Linked DNA regions of Mus musculus: region 2 is linked to region 1. The links are chromatin contacts, called in public Hi-C maps. All regions are on one chromosome and are shown on one strand. The core of a region is the stretch at or near the end of the contact, and the rest is flanking DNA. Distances in the headings are between cores, read along the strand shown. Region 1 overlaps Eya2 (EYA transcriptional coactivator and phosphatase 2). Region 2 overlaps Eya2 (EYA transcriptional coactivator and phosphatase 2).

What was found. A called contact is a pair of places that touch in the nucleus more often than the background predicts.
Region 2: a contact with region 1 is called in a Hi-C map of uterus, with 1.7 times the contacts expected there. The contact joins two enhancer-like sites. A contact is called at or near these places in 1 of 39 promoter capture datasets (macrophages), 4 of 484 Hi-C or Micro-C datasets (the AML12 cell line, embryonic stem cells, nephron progenitors and 1 more), 2 of 115 datasets of contacts at active chromatin or transcription factors (the HPC-7 cell line and pancreatic cancer cells) and 2 of 9 other capture datasets (adipose tissue and pancreatic islet).

What each region holds. Positions count from the first base shown.
Region 1 is chr2:165,642,908-165,645,785 of GRCm38.p6, reverse strand. The region is part of intron 1 of Eya2 (EYA transcriptional coactivator and phosphatase 2); the gene reads right to left. Among named protein-coding and RNA genes, the nearest start is that of Eya2, 49 kb to the right of the region's middle. Within about 2 kb of position 1,390, at least 32 of the 459 cell types and tissues checked have an H3K27ac peak or open chromatin away from gene starts, as enhancers often do. A contact at or near this core is called in uterus, where this site is marked.
Region 2 is chr2:165,739,877-165,742,754 of GRCm38.p6, reverse strand. The region is part of intron 9 of Eya2 (EYA transcriptional coactivator and phosphatase 2); the gene reads right to left. Among named protein-coding and RNA genes, the nearest start is that of Gm29993, 9.8 kb to the right of the region's middle. Within about 2 kb of position 1,509, at least 33 of the 459 cell types and tissues checked have an H3K27ac peak or open chromatin away from gene starts, as enhancers often do. A contact at or near this core is called in uterus, where this site is marked.

The sequences.
Region 1 (2,878 bases), core at 141-2,640:
GCCAAACCTGAGCCGCATGGCCATACCTGGCTAATCACCAACAAAGGGCTTAGTCTTAGCATCCAGGCAGGACCTGGGGTGGGAGGTCCTGGGGTGAGAGACAATGGCTACTGACTGAGCCTCTGGAGCCTTGTTGTGGCTTCAAAGGACCTAGTTCCATTACACCTATCCCTGCCCTCCCTGCCTTCCACCCCATCTGCACTTCATGTTCCTTCTGTCCTTGTACCTCATTCCCTTTCCTCACTGCTAGGCATTGTTACCCTGCCACTGCTTCCAGGAAGCCCTCCTGGGACACTCCCACTGCCAATCATGTTTCAGGAAGTTTCCATCCTGCTGCGTCCCCCTAGAGTGGTTTGCACAGCGCCCTGACCCAGTCTCACAGGCACCCTGTTTGTCAAAGACCACAAATCACGGTGAGGTGGACAGCCGAGTGTTCCCTTGCGTGGCACTCACCCTCTCTGTCCAGATCCTGTACCGTCAACGTGAGCCACCAGGTCTCAGGGTGCTGGTCCAGATAGACAGGTATCCTACCACTGCAGCTCAGCAAGAACCAGAACCAAACCCAACAGCTCAGTGCACAGTGGCCTGGCAATGCTGACTCTGTCCAAGTGGATGATAGCCTGTTACACTGTGTTAAATGAAAGGTTTCTCAGTTTGTTCCTATGGCTACTATAATATTTAAACTCTCTCTCTCTCTCTCTCTCTCTCTCTCAGTCTTTGTGTGTGTGTGTGTGTATGTGTGTGTGTGTATATGTGTGTGTATGTGTGTGTGTATGTGTGTGTATGTGTGTGCGTGTGTGTGTGTGTATGTGTGTGTATGTGTGTGTGTGTGTGTGTATGTGTGTGTATGTGTGTATGTATGTGTTTGTATGTGTGTGTGTATGTGTGTGTATGTGTGTGTGTGTGTGTGTGTGTGTATGTGTGTGTGTGTGTGTGTGTGTGTGTGTGTAACCCACACTTTTGGGACCACATTGTTTGAGACTTTGGTGTAAGCTCCAGGAGGGTAGAGTGTGAAACCAGATGGTTTCTGCTGTGTCCCTAAGGCTCAGATCAGAGGCTGCAATAGACTATGCATTGAATGAATTCTTGTCCAGTGAATGATTAGATGAACAGATGAATGAATGAATGAATGAATGAAGTTTAAAAGACTTCACTATGTTCTTGTTCCCGTCCTGATTGTTGGGCTGAGCATGTAGCTCAGTGGTAGAACCCTTGCACAGCATGTACAAGACCATGGGCTCCATCCCTGGTGTCACAGAGTTGACACTGTGGTTATCACTCCCTTCCCACACACTTTCTAGACTCCTCAAGGCCACCTCATGGAATCAACGCTGTCACCCGCTCACCTCGTCCCAGCCTGCATGGCTACCAGCCTTCAGACTGGGGTTCTGTAAACACAGCCGGCTCCCCCACCCTCCTTGTGGGGCTCCACCCCGCCAGAGGAGACAAAGCCAGAGAGCCAGGACTTCCCAAGAAAATCAACAGACAGTGGCTTGGAAATGTTGTCAACCTTGACTGGACAAACATTCTGAAAAAGGGCCACTCGTCATTACAGGGCCCAGCCTGGCAGACAGGAGCCAAGGCAAGCTAAGCAGTGCCAAGCCCAGCAGAGTCAGGAGGCCAAGCCTCACAGCGTCTGGGAGACTGGACAGGCCCGGGCCCGAATCAACCAGGTGGGATCACCTGTCTCCCTCCTGAGCCAAGGAAAACAGCCATTGACAATGGGAAGGCAGGACCAGCCAGACTCTGGAGGTATGAGACACAGGCTCAGGCCCCAGAGAGGCACTTAGGGCTCAGGTATTCTTAGAGGCTGAGGGTGAACTGTGAGTCTGAGGGATTCCCCAGGTCTGGAAATCTAACTTGGGTCTACAATTGCTGGTCAGAATTAGAGACAGGAGACTACAGATTTGAGAGATCAAAAAGCAGTTGAGCTTTGTCTCTTGATCCCTTTGTTCTGGAGGTAGGGAGTCTTGGGTGTGAATTCCGCACCCATTCATGGTTGACCTTGCTCAGTGAGGTCAACGGCTCTGCTCTCTCTCGGTGAGAGGCTGTAAATGCAGGCAGGCTGGGGCCTGAGTGCTGATACCCAGGACCTCAGAATAAGAGCTGAGAGGATGCCAGGGAGTGAGGGCAGAGGTGGACATGAGCCCTCCATTCCCCATTGGCTGCTTGCAGTCAGTTGTTTCAACACAGCCCGGCCGCTCACTTGTTGGAGCAGGCTGAGGGACTGCTTCTGCCATTCTTTGCGGCTCAGGGACTCACCTCTCCAAGCACACCCTTGGCTGATCTAGCTCTCAACAAAATCTTCCATCCTCAGCCCACGTCTCTCCTTGAGGCCAGCCAGCATGTAGCTGTCACATATGCTGCAGGATCATGCCGAGGGACTCGCAACCTCACTGTGGCTCATCTACATGTGTGTGTGGTACATGTATGTATGAATAGGGGCGGGGGATGCAGGTATAGGTGGATGCAAGAGGTGACCATGGTGTCCTCCTCAGTCACTTCTCCACTTCATTTGTTTGTTTGTTTATTATTTCAAGGTAAGGTCTACCATTGACCCTGAAGTTTATGTTTCAGCCACACTACCCGGCTGGTCAGCCTCTGAGATTTATGTACACACCTCCCCGTGTAGCACTGAAGTTAAGGACACACCCATCTTTTTAATCAAGTGCTAAGGATCCAAAGTCAGACCCTTTGCTTGTGCAGCAAACATTTCACTCACTGCACCATTCCCGAGCTTCCCCCCCACGCCCTCCCCCCACCCCCAATTGAGACAGTTTTATTCAATAGCCCAGGTTGGCCTAGAACTGTGTACACCAGGCTGGCTCCGGAATACAGCAAATCTCTGTAGACCTTCCGAGTGAGTGGTGAGGTTACA
Region 2 (2,878 bases), core at 260-2,759, 97 kb before region 1:
CCTCCACCTACTCCTCAGAGTTTTCCTCACTTGAGAAATCTACAAATCTCCACAAAACATTGCTTCTCTACCACGCTTTTCCCCAGGTCACCAGCAGCCACATCCTAGCTCCCTGGACTCACGCTCTGAAGCCACACAAGGCTCCGCCCTCTTCTCTTACGTCTTCCACGTTTGCAGCTTTCACGTTGCCCTACGTGACACGGCTCCATTCCTCTTCATGACTGAGTGATATTCCACCAAGTGACCCCACGGTGTCCCCAGAGAGACCCTTTAGCTCTATGTTCCTACTTAGAATAAGGTCCTAGTGGGGGTTTCCCGCCTGAGCTCTGTAGAGGGGCCCCAAAGGGGCCCCAAAGTCCACTGCAGTGTCAATCAAGCGTGGCGACGTCAGTGCTGATGCCCGCCAGTCTCACTTCATCTCCGGAGGCTCCAGGAATCCTAGCAACCTTTGGACGTGCTCAAAACCCCTATTGTTGGAGACTAAAGGGCGTGACGCACAGGTGGGCGCTGGGGGCCCGGTGCACCCTCTCAACTAGAAAAGGAACCCCCTGCCATTGTTCTCATTTCCCGGGCACCCGGACCTTTCTCACCAGGACCACTGAGAGCACAGCCCCTGTATTTAGAGAACAAAAGAACCTCTCACCCCATTCCAACCCGGCTCCCTTCGGTTTTCAGAGGTGAGTAAACCTTTTTTCTCTTTTCTGGTCCCCCTCTGGCAGGTGGGTAGGGAGCAGGGACAGGGCTTGCCAAGGGAGCAGGCGGCACTTTCTAAGCCTTTAACTGGCCCCCTAACCCTTAACCCAAGCTAGGGGGGATTTCCACAAGGAGACAGCTTTTCCAAGTGACAGCGAGCGGCGACTTCAAAGAAAGAACGTAATGATGCTTTTCAGGTAACCTCTAGCAGTCACCAAAACCTATATTTTCTGTTGGCTAGAAGCCTTTAATGCCAAGAAAACGTATAAGCACAGGCCTCAGGCTCCTGCTTGGGGTAACGCTATTACAAGGGATTAAGATGACAAAGGGTACCACCCCCTGCCGGAGGCTCCATGACTGTCATTCACCTGCGTGACTCTTTCAAAGCATCTCCGGCTCCTTCCTGGTTCACCCCAAAACAATAGCAGATGCCTTACAGGATGGGGGAAATGGCCTAGGGAAGTTACCTCTAACCCCTAGTACCATAAAATAAAATTAAAAAAAAAAATAAAGAAAAAAAATCAATCGTGATTGGAAGCTCCAGTCCAAGCCGTTTCTTCATTAGTCATAAGAACCAAATAGCTTTAACTGTCAAAGTCTGAAGGTGGAGAAAAGATTCTGGTGCTCAACCCCAGTGGGGGAACAAAATCTCCCACTTCCTTAGCAAATCCTTTCTAAATTGTATTCATCTTGACTTAATCCACCTCTGCCGAGCGAATTAGGCAGTATTTATTTTGAGAGTCTACTTTATAGAGTTCTAAGGACTGTGTTTTGCCGGCGCTGGGGCTCCTCAGCCTGTCAGACCTCAGGCTGAAGCAGGCCCAGAGCCCAGGCCCAGTGTAAATAAACACAGCTGAACTCGGGAGGAACGCGAAGGTTTTCTCATTAAAGAAATAAAATAAACAGCGGTCCTTAAGCACTTTGCCTGGTGTTTGTTAGAGGATGGAGAGATCTAGATGTCTGAGAGGCAGCTGTGAGCAGAGAGCTGTGTCTTGAGGTGGGTGGGGGTGGGGATCCAATCCAAGGGCCTCCAGATGAACTAATGTCCAACGGGCCCTTCTCATGTGACCCTTTTTTATTTCTGTTGTGTGTGAGTGTGGTGTATGTGTGCATATTTGTATGTGTGTGTTTGTATACGTGTTTGTGGTGTATGTGTGTGTTTGTGTGTGTGTGTGTGTGTGTGTGTGTGTGTGTGTGTGTGGTAGGCATGCCTCTATAATATGCTAGAATTACACTGTGTCACTTCTGTTTTTTTGTTTTTCTATTTTTTTTTTCTGTTTTGTTTTTAATGTGGGTTTTGGGGATTGAACTTAATACCTCCTGCTTGCAAAGCACACATTTTATTGACAGCCGGTCTCCTTGGCCCCTGCTTTGCATCTTTATCTGTGGTTGGTTCTGTTTTCAAAATGGATGCAGCCTGCTGTGTGCCTCGTTCCCTGCTCTACCCCCTAGAGTGAACAGAGTCTGTCAGATGGGCCACCGCCCTTCTCTCAAGGCTCTCCCCAATTCTGATCATACCTCCCTGGGGAGCAGCCAGGCCTTCTTCTGAAAGAAAACTCAACCTGGCTTTCCTCCTTAAACCCTGGGGCTCTTGCTTCACAGCAGAAGCCCGTCCCCTTGCTGCGCCCCCCCCCCCCACTCCTGCCCTGTGCAGCCTTACTGATCTCTCTGCTGGTTTTCATGCTAACCAGACAAACTTCTTGGCATGTGCTAGCCCCTGTACTCGTGGAGCTTCCAGCCTCTCTCTCTCTCTCTCTCTCTCTCTCTCTCTCTTTCTCTCTCTCTCCTTTCTCGGTTGCCCCTCCCTCTTTCTAATAGAGGCTCTATCTATGAAGCCCAGGCTGGATTCCAACTGGTGATCCTCCTGCCTCAGCCTCCCAACAGTGGGAACACAGATTTGTATTGGCATCTCTGGCCTTTCTCTGTATTCCTGATTTCTCTCATTTATCGGTTTCCTTCTTCTCCTCACACAAGATTTTCCTGGCCTTGGCTCCCAGCTGTGATCCCAGTGCATGGGACATGGTTCTGGCCCAGGAGGAGTGGGGTGCTTGCAGAGCTGAGCCACTGTAGGTGCTGGGCACACTCAGGTCACCATAGATACTGTAATAATACCAGCTGCCTCTCTGTTTGACCCACAGGCTCTGCCACTCCCTTCCACAGTGACATGGCAGAATGCCCGCCATCT